Linked DNA regions of Mus musculus: region 1 is linked to region 2. A link is a contact called in public promoter capture Hi-C data. All regions are on one chromosome and are shown on one strand. Each heading gives the region's core, a stretch centred on a gene start, on an enhancer-like site or on the middle of the called end of the contact. The rest is flanking DNA. Distances are from core to core; before and after follow the strand shown. Region 1 overlaps Frmd4a (FERM domain containing 4A). Region 2 holds the start of Cdnf (cerebral dopamine neurotrophic factor).

The links. Promoter capture Hi-C pulls out the DNA fragments that hold promoters and counts their contacts.
Region 1: a contact with region 2 is called in a promoter capture Hi-C map of liver, with 4 times the contacts expected there. The contact joins the enhancer-like site here to the promoter of Cdnf in region 2. A contact is called at or near these places in 10 of 39 promoter capture datasets (the 3T3-L1 cell line, 3T3-L1-derived adipocytes, the HPC-7 cell line and 5 more), 1 of 15 datasets of contacts at CTCF or cohesin (stem cell-derived epiblast-like cells), 4 of 484 Hi-C or Micro-C datasets (the Ba/F3 cell line, the P5424 cell line, adipose-derived mesenchymal stem cells and 1 more), 9 of 115 datasets of contacts at active chromatin or transcription factors (astrocytes, cardiomyocytes, embryonic stem cells and 5 more) and 1 of 9 other capture datasets (macrophages).

The regions. Positions count from the first base shown.
Region 1 is chr2:4,508,099-4,512,817 of GRCm38.p6, reverse strand. All of the region lies in intron 5 of Frmd4a (FERM domain containing 4A), which reads right to left. Gm39751 (a long non-coding RNA gene) reads left to right here. Exons shown (of 5, transcript XR_865941.3): 1 at 1-2,475; 2 at 3,204-3,542. Among named protein-coding and RNA genes, the nearest start is that of Gm39751, 3.2 kb to the left of the region's middle. Within about 2 kb of position 2,912, at least 45 of the 459 cell types and tissues checked have an H3K27ac peak or open chromatin away from gene starts, as enhancers often do. A contact at or near this core is called in forebrain, hippocampal neurons and liver, where this site is marked.
Region 2 is chr2:3,510,604-3,515,297 of GRCm38.p6, reverse strand. It overlaps Cdnf (cerebral dopamine neurotrophic factor), which reads right to left and starts at 2,233. Exons shown (of 4, transcript NM_177647.4): 1 at 2,057-2,233. The coding sequence starts at 2,171. It overlaps Hspa14 (heat shock protein 14), which reads left to right and starts at 2,484. Exons shown (of 14, transcript NM_015765.2): 1 at 2,484-2,664; 2 at 4,044-4,124; 3 at 4,201-4,283. The coding sequence starts at 2,608.

The DNA of each region.
Region 1 (4,719 bases), core at 1,663-4,162, 1.0 Mb before region 2:
CAGCAGTGGGCGTGGCAGAACGTTTGAGCCGGCAAGCTCCATCCAGGTATTAACAGTGGAACCCTTAAGGCTGGGGGAGGGGAGGCTGCATATATGCATTATGGTCCACAGACATACACATAAGTGCTGGCAATTAAACCTAAGTCCCCTGGAAGAGTAGCCAGTATTTATAACCACTCAATGCCTGCAAACCTGCTCATCTTACTTGTCACTGAAACACAGCTGCTCAATAACTAATTAAATCACTTTTTTTTCCTGATATAAGGTCTCACTGGTCTTGCTGTGTAGCCCCAGCTGGCTCAGAACTCAGAGCTCCTTCTGCCTCCCGAGTGCTGTGACTGATGGGAATACAACCATGTCCAGCCCTGCTACGGTTTTTGTTTGCTTGTTTGAGTTCTGCCTTAGAACGTACATAATGTGGGTTCATTGAAAGAAATGTTACAATGGGATCATGATGCGATTTGAAGTTAAACAAGGCAAGACTGAAAATACAGGTCCTCGGTAGTAACAGCCATAGTTCTCCCATGTGCTCAGAGCTCAGGATGGCTAGTGGCAATCCTGTCAATATAGATTGGTAGTGTTTCTGTCTCCACAAAGGCTCTACTAGTCACTTCTAGTGTGGTCTCTAATTTAAATATTCTTCTGTTCTTTTATGTATTTGTGTTCTAGGGGGACATGGTCTTAAAAAATAAAAACTTCTTGGTTTTTGAAAAAAAAATCCAACGTATGTTTGTTGAACACAGACATAATGCCACTCTAAATAAGAACATTCCCGTCAATGCCAGCACATGTTTACTCCAATGGGCTCATGAGATGACATCATCTAGTGACATCACAGGCACTGTAGTCTGTATTAATATACTCGACGTCTGCACAACAATAAACCAGTTACTATGTCTATCAGAGTACACCCTGCCACGAAGTGACACGGGCCTGGAGTTCCTATGTTTGTAAACATAGCACCATTGGGGGCACTAACTGAAACATGCGCGCAAAAGTTGATGTGTTTACGATATAGAATTTGATGGTTTTGGAGACAGGACCACACACTTGAGACACCATCACAGCAATACATATGTCCACTGCCTCCAAAGATATCTGTACTATTGTAGTATACATGTAACACAACCTGCTATCTTAATGAACCTTTAAGTGAATGGTGCCTTATTATACATAGTCTGTAGTGTTAGAGATGGAGAGAGACTCAGGGCCATCAGCATGTGACAATAAGATAATCCATGACTTTTTTTTTTTTTGGTCATGGTTATGAAGAAAGTTATGACTTCATTTTTCCTCTCTCCCTTCCTTCTCTTTTTCTTTCTCTCACTCTATACCACTGGCTAGCCTTAAACTGATGGTAATCCTCCTGCCTCAGCCTTTCAGTGCTGTGATTAAGGCATGATGCCCAGTACATCTTCCTTTCTCGTCCCGTATCACTAGATCTGATACCGAGTGGCTGAACAAGAGGGAAAGCTGGGAGAGACTTAGAGACTAGTCTGTTAGCTTAACACCATTTATTTTTTTCTGAGGATAGAGTCCAAAAACTTGTGACTTGCCTCAGACCATGAGGACCTTAATGGCAGTTATTGTGCCGGAAAACCACAATTTCTTGTCTAATATATGGCCTTATCTTAGGACTTGCCCCTTCCAAGTTAATAAGGTCTCAGTCCCAGCCAGCACCCTCTCAGAACAAAATTTACAACTGAAGTTAGCACTGAAGAATAATTTAAATTGAGAGTTATTTTGAACTACAAGCCAAACTCTGATATATGGATTTTCTAATTAGTCTTGGGGGAGAAGGGGGGGTGTCTAGGCTTGTCCGCCATAACTCATGACACTGTATTGGAGCAGTCCACATCTTTTGAAGAGGGGATATCCTCAAGGTCTCAGGCCAAGGAATTCTAAAGATAGACAAAGATAGTTGCTACTCAGCTCAAGGGAACTAACAGCCGTCTTTCTACCATGTGGAGGACTAGAAGACAACCATTCTTTATGTGTAACGAGCCACAGCAGCTTAACCACCTCTGCAATTCATCTGCCTGGTCAGAGCTGGGATGTGGGAGAATGTTTGCAATGGCAGTTGTGGGACTGCCAGCTCCCGTAACATGACAGAGTACAAACATGTTCATAGAAACTCTCCAGGGTTTCTGCAATAGATCATTTCTAGCTTTATTCATTTCCTTTCCCACTGATCACTTTGCTAAAGAGCTCATGGTACTTGGAAGCACATTGTGTGTGTGTGTGTGTGTGTGTGTGTGTGCGTGTGCGTGTGCGTGTGTGTGTGTGTGTGTGTGTGTGTGAGACATGTGAGCCCTTCTGTTAAACATTTACATCTATGGTGTAGTGAATGGTCAACAGGGGGCTAATGGTTAACACCAGCTGGGAGACTTATCTCATGTGTAACTCAAAATCAACCTTTGGCAGACAGCCCCGAGCAGGAGTTTGGTGTCTCACAATTTGATTCATTTGCTAGATGTAAGTTGTCTGTGTGGGGAAAGAGAGGTGGGGGAAGGGAGGAAGGAAGGCCTTTGCTTTCGCACAGCCCATTCTGCAGGTCCTGTGGGTGAACATTCCGTATAGTGCTCTGCCAGCTATAGCGAAGCTTTAAGCAACAGTCGTAAACGTGTGACCTAGTTTAGGCAAGTTCTTTCTCATTATAGGTGTCCTTAGGGTAAGTGGAAATGAGTGTCTTTAGGGTGAGCTTTCCCTTTCCCTTCAGATGAAGAGAGTATAAAACACCCAGAGTCAGAATGTGTCTGGCAATAGAGGAAAGGGAGCCAGGATGAGAGGCCTCAGACTGTGCACACAGAGCAAGGCTGATGGAGGAGGCTGTGCCGCTACTTCTTAGGATCCCTAGTTACTATTTACTGAGTGTAACAGTCACTGGACGCCCTCCCTCAGAGGAGTCCTCTAGAGAGAGAATAGAGGAACCAGACTCGGAACAGTAGGAAGACAGGCTGGCTCTCGGCTGCTGAGAGCTTGTCTATTCTCCAAGCTTTTCTCCCTTGTTTGGAACGTTATTTATTCCCAAGCAGTTCATGCCTTACATATAATTTTCAGACATATGGTACTGTATATTCTCCCAAGTTTTAGTTCAGTTCCCTACAGCCTCCCTGCACAGTGCGCTTCCTGTCTTCTACTTTAATACGTTCACTATTTCCTTATTATAAATAATAACCCCCCTTTGCATTTCTTTTTTCCAGGTGATTACACTGTTAAGATTTTGCTGGAACGAAACAGAGTCTTTGAGTTTCTGTTCACTTCCCGAGTTTCCCCAGAAAGCCGAGTCCACCACGGAGGACTAGACAGATGTCCCAGAGATCTTCCTGCCAGGTTCCAGCTGCCACGTGACATACAAAAGATGACTCTGCTTTTCCCTCGGCTGGCTTTTAGCTGGCTTCCCAGGCAGTAGATCCCTACCTGTGCTTTTCCAGCAGAGAAACAAACTGATCAAGATAACAAACAGTATACAAAGCCCCGATACGTTCCCGAGGCTGTGGGCTTTCCCTTGACAGAAGACAAAATGGAGAAGCAGGGGAGAGGTAGGAGGCTCTTCAAGAAAGAGCTGTGAGAGGCTTCCACTTGGCCACCTGCAAAGGCTGGTGCTGTGACATTCCTGTGGCTTATCGCATTGATAGTTCTGTGTTGGAGCCTCAATGGTTCCAGTGTCACCTGAGGAGGAGGGGCTCCTGCTGGGTCATTTCCTGAGCCAGAATCTTGCCTGGGAATCCAGGGTGGTGGCAGACATGTGATAATGTTCTATTGAGAGGGAATGCTGTATCTTTTGGCTACTGAAGCCATGATGTATGTATTTTGGGCCTCTTTCCCTCACTACTGAGTGAAAGGGCATCATTCCCTTTGCTCTTTGGAAAATGGTATAGAATGACAGAATGTGGTTTGCTGTAGGTGTGTACAGGCATGCATGCGTGCATTCTTCGTGCAGACGGACAAGATGGACAAGACGGACCACTTCCATTCACTCAGCCCTGCTTTATCTAAAGCGATGAAGCAACTTCAGGAGGAGGACCCAGGGCACTTGTCAGCAGCTTTATGGTGGCTTGGTGGCTATCCACTCTCTCTCGGGAAGATTGCCATCAGAGAATCTTGACATGCTCCAAAAAAACCAAAACAACAACAACAAAAAAAAAAACATGCAACGGGGCCTCCTGACCTGGTTCAGAGGGTTTGCTGGTACTTTTCAAGTCGTACCAAGAATCTCAAGGGAAAGCATTCCTCTGTGGTTAGGTTGAGAAAGTCCAACTTTTCCCATACAGCAAATGAGATGATTAGTGTTAATTATCATCGCAACAGCGCCTAGAATAGCCTGGGAGGCAGGCCTCTGGGCACGTCTGTGAGGGGCTGTCTTGATTACATTAATTGAGGTTGGAAAGCCTCTCTGTGGATGGCGGCCCTATTCCTTGGCTGGGATTCTGGACTGCGAATGGAGACAGGGGGCTAATGCCAGCATTCATGCCTTTGTGTGTCCTGACTGTGGATGCGATGTGACCAGTTATCCCAAGCTTCTGCTACTCTGACCTCCCTATTACACTGGACCAAGCCTTCAGATTGTAAGCCAGAATAAACCCCACTGACGCCTTTGTGGAATGTGTTATGTCACACATCCACAAGAAAGAAACTATGACAATAATTAGAATGGACAACATGAGGAACAAGAATAAGGAAATGAGACCATTGGCAAACTCCAGGCAGAATCCCTTA
Region 2 (4,694 bases), core at 984-3,483:
AGAAAGAAAGAAAGAAAGAAAGAAAGAAAGAAAGGAAGGAAGGAAGGAAGGAAGGAAGGAAGGAAGGAAGGAAGGAAGGAAGGAAGGAAGGAAGAGGAAATACAGAACAAACCAGTTAATTTTGTTAACCTCATAACCTCATAGCATAGGAATAAGTTCCATTTGAGGATTACTTTTTAACTACATCACGTTTTTTGAATACTTAGTCACTCCATAATCACCTGACAGAAAATATGTCCGGAACTCTGGGGAGAAGGTGGCTTGGATACAGAGATGTAGAATTTACTGGACAGTCAGGCAGATTGATTTTTTTTTGCACTGTATGCAGACTGATAATAAATACAGAGGGCATGACACAGAAAAATTCCAACAACTAAGCCATGGCTAGGCCAAGCATTGATGGCACGCATCTTTAATCCCCACACTGGGGAGGCAGAGGCAGGCAGATCTCTCTGTGAGCTTGAAGACAGTGTGCTTCATAGTGAGTTACAAGCCATTTAGGGCTACATAGTGAGACCCTGTATCAAAAGGAAGGAAGGGAGGGAGGGAGGGAGGGAGGGAGGGAGGGAGGGAGGGAGGGAGGAAGAAAGGAAGAAACAAAAAACAGAAGCCAGCCATAGCCAAAGGTTGAGAAGCACATGAACAAATCTGGAAAATGTTTGCCGTGATGGAGGCAAAGACAGAGCAGCGGCAATGTCAAAGTCATCAAGGCAGGGACTTCAGGAAAGAAAAAATTCTAATACTGTCGGGAGTCACAGAGAAACCCAAGTTCAACCCTTGGATGTCCTTGGATTAGTCTCTGATAACCTCAGCACAGATGATGGAGCTAGTAACTTAAGGGTCCCCATTTGTGTGCATTGGTGTGATGTCAAATGTGTGTGTTACATTGTTGTTATTTAAGGTTCAGGGTTTTCTTTGTTGTTTTGTTTTGTTTAAGGTTTATTTATTTTATATATGTGAGTACACTGTCACTGTCCTCAGCCACACCAGAAGAGGGCATCAGACCCCATTACAGATTGTGAGCCACCATGTAGTTGCTGGGAATTGCACTCAGGACCTCTGGAAAAGCAGTCAGTGCTCTTAACCACTGAGCCATCTCTCCAGCCCTTTTTTGTTTATTAAAGTAGTTTCATACATCAATCTATAATGATTTCAAAATAGTTTGAAGTTCTATAATAAAATCCTGCTTGCCCAAGATGAGATCTTTAACTGAAATTATAACTGTTAAACCAGTATCTTTAGCTACAGAAATTTTAAATAACATCTAAACTTATTTTAAATTTCTAGAGGAAGGTTTGATAATTGCTGATAGAAAGCTGGACTCCAACTACTATTAATACTATTTACTTACAATAAGACTCAACTGCCCATTCCACATGAATCTTGTCTCCATTTTCTGTTCAGTACATCTGCTCTCAAGATGAGAAGATATATGTTTACATCACTTCAATAAAACAAGAAGTGCTACAGTGGTCCCAAAGGGACTATCAAAACTGTTCATCTTGGCTCTTGTTAACAGTCCTCTACAAAATACACTGTTTTTTTGTTTTGTTTTGTTTTTACAAAACCTAGGTACTATAACACCCTCAAAACCAGGTGGGATGGTGGAATTGAAGGTATGATCGCCAAGTCCACAGAAGAAAACAGGCGTCTATTTTATCGTTCTCTAGGAATTAATGTGCTCCTTTGTAAAGCAGCTTGTCTATAAAGTCCTAGTCAGCCGTACCCTTGTCTTTGATTTCAGCAACCCTAACGTATTGCCATGTTTTATTTACCTCCTAGGAATGGCAATTAGTTTGAACCTCAAAACATGTCTTCTGAGCAGAGAAGCAAGTCTCCTCGGTTAGGAGCAACAAAATCAAGTTGGCAGCGGAGACCATTTGCACAAAATCTAATACGAATCCTATTTCACTCCTTTTTCTGCGCCACCTTAATAATGACAGCAAAAGCAGAAGGGTGAAATGTTATTTACAGCTTGGGCCGGGAGAAGCTGCTTAGGCAATTGCTAGGCTGAGCGCGGTGTCGCCGCCATGCAAGCAGGTCACACACCGCTCACCTTCACAGTCAGCCCTCGGCCCCACACCGGCCTCCAGGCCCTGCGCCAGCACAGGGTTCGAGATACAAAACCCGGCGCAAAAGGTCACCAGAGCAGTTGGACTGATGCACCGCATGCTGAGCCTGGGACCCGGAACTACCCACACCTTCCTTACTGTAGTGGGGGCTGCCTCGTGAAGCCGGAAAGAGGCAGGAAACAAGTGACGCAATCTCACCAGGCGTTCCCATTGGCTCTGATGAACGGCGCTCAGGAGAGGGAGGAGCTAATGACCCTCTTCCGGGCCTTTCCGGCTTGAGCTTGAGCAGACCGGCGTTTACGCCGGGCTCCCAAGGAGCGCGGAGTGATGCGCTAAAACTATTGGCTAACCGTTCTGATGAAAGGCGGCATCCTTATGTTGATTGGCTGCGACTTGGGAGGCCGGCGCAGCAGACCGGACGCAGTAGGCGGGCGGGAACGTGAAGTCTCCGCAGTGCCTGATGGGCTTGTTCCGAGGAAGCTAGCTGAAGCTGCTGAAGGGTCCTTCGTTGAGCTGCCGTGGTCTCCGCCGCCTTATGGCGGCGATCGGCGTGCACCTGGGCTGCACATCAGCCTGTGTGGCTGTCTACAAGGTGAGCCTGGGAAGCTGTCTCCGGGTTCCGTGGCGGCCACCCTGTTTTCTGGGCTCCGGGTCATCGGCCCGGGAACCGTGCGTGCAAGCAAGTGGCAATGTTGCGGGTTCTCGGCTCTCCCTCCAAGGCCAAGCACGCTGTGTGGAGGGTGGATACAGAGAGCCGGATCTTGGATACTCCAGGGTATCCTGGACGTCTTGGCTGTTTGAGGAGTTTTAGGGACGAAAAGGCCTCAAGCATGCAGGGTGCACTTAGGAGACCGGGCCATAGGATGCCCAGAAGAGTTCAAAAGACGTCAGGGCTCCAGGATGCCTGGAGTCCTCGGGGCGGGGGACATCGTTCTTGTAAAGACGCCTAGAACAAACCTGGATGTCAGGACCCCCTGGATGCTAGAGAAGTCCTAGTGACAACTGACCGCAGAGTCCCTAAGAGGTCACGGTGACGTCACTGGTTCGGGGTTCCCGGAGGTGGGAGGTATTTGAATTTCTGAGCAACCAGAGCACTGTGTAACTGCCCTCGAGAGAAGGGTTCCTAGTTAAGAACTGACTCTTGCTGTACACACTTGATTCTAGAACTGAGAACTTAACAAGGAACTATAGCTTTTTCCTCCTCAATATCGATGGAGAAGGAACAATGTTAAGGAATTTAACCGATGCTATCTTCGGTTTTAAGTCTCATTCGATTTATCAGGAAAGTCCCAGGGGAGTAGCTACTTCGTTTGTAGGGAAGCAGGTGGAAAAGCTGTATTTGTGGGAGAGTCGTGTAATCATGCTTGCTAGGTATAGAATGTTGTATACATTTGATCCAGCTTACTGCACAGATCTAAACGGGAAAATGCATGGGCTAGAAGAAGCCTTTTATTAAACTATAAGAAACAAATAGTGGCAGTTAAAAGACCAGTTTATGAGGGACAATCTAAGAAAGAGAGACACTGCCAACCTAGTAAGGTTTTGCAAGGTGGAGTAGTCTGAGGACTGAACTCGGGTAGCCTTGTGCTTTTATTGATTGTTACGAAAAAAAGGCCTTTTGGCAAGTCAATTACTGAATACCAGAATGTCTTCTCTGATCTCGTTGTCTGAAGGACCCATTGCCTAAGCAATTATCAACCATTGCAAAAATTCCTGGTTTGCCAAGAATGTCTTGCTACTGAGGTTATGCAATTCCTCAGTTTGAAATTCCCAAAGGAAGAGCAACCCCATAAGTCCCATCACTGATTATTTACAGAAGATGACTTTAAGGCCTGAATGGGTGTCACTCAGGCACCTGAGTGAATGCCAGATACAATGGCATTTCTAAAATTCCATTACAATCTGCAGGTATATTCAATGAGATTGTGCATTCCAGTGTGAGAGAACTAACCCTCTCACATCTTTCCTTAGGATGGCCGGGCCGATGTGGTTGCAAATGATGCAGGGGATAGAGTCACACCAGCCATTGTTGCTTACTCGGAACGTGAACAGGTACGGTCGAGTACTCTCATCGGTGGTTCTTGAAAATAATGCAGAGTCTTGTTGTTAATGTGCAGTTCTTTTTCAGGTGGTTGGACTGGCAGCAAAACAAAGTAGAATAAGACATGTTTCAAGCACAGTAGTGAAAGTGAAACAGATCCTTGGCAGAAGGTATGGCATAAAGTACTTTAAGGTATGGTAGCCAAACATTCAAACCATGCTTGCACATTCTGGGCAGAATGCTAAGGAAACGAGAGACACTCCAGACTGTTTAATGGCGGTTACTTTAGGGAGAGCCCCAGGGGGGTTGTTCAGAAGTTTGCTTCTTGCTGACAGGTCTCATAGTATTAGTGAATGCCAGCACTCACTTCTAGTCATTTATGCCAGTCACAAGTGGTTCTTTGGCCTTTTGCATTCTTGTATCTCCTTGAACTGAGTGAACTAGAATTATTTTGTTGGAATTGGATGATTTCTCTGCATGGTGGTTGAGTTTTGTAAAATCTCTTATCACTGGTCATAATTTCTTCAGCTACTATTGATTTTCCTCCTTGGCCCTTTGTGACACTTTCTGGGAACTAACTT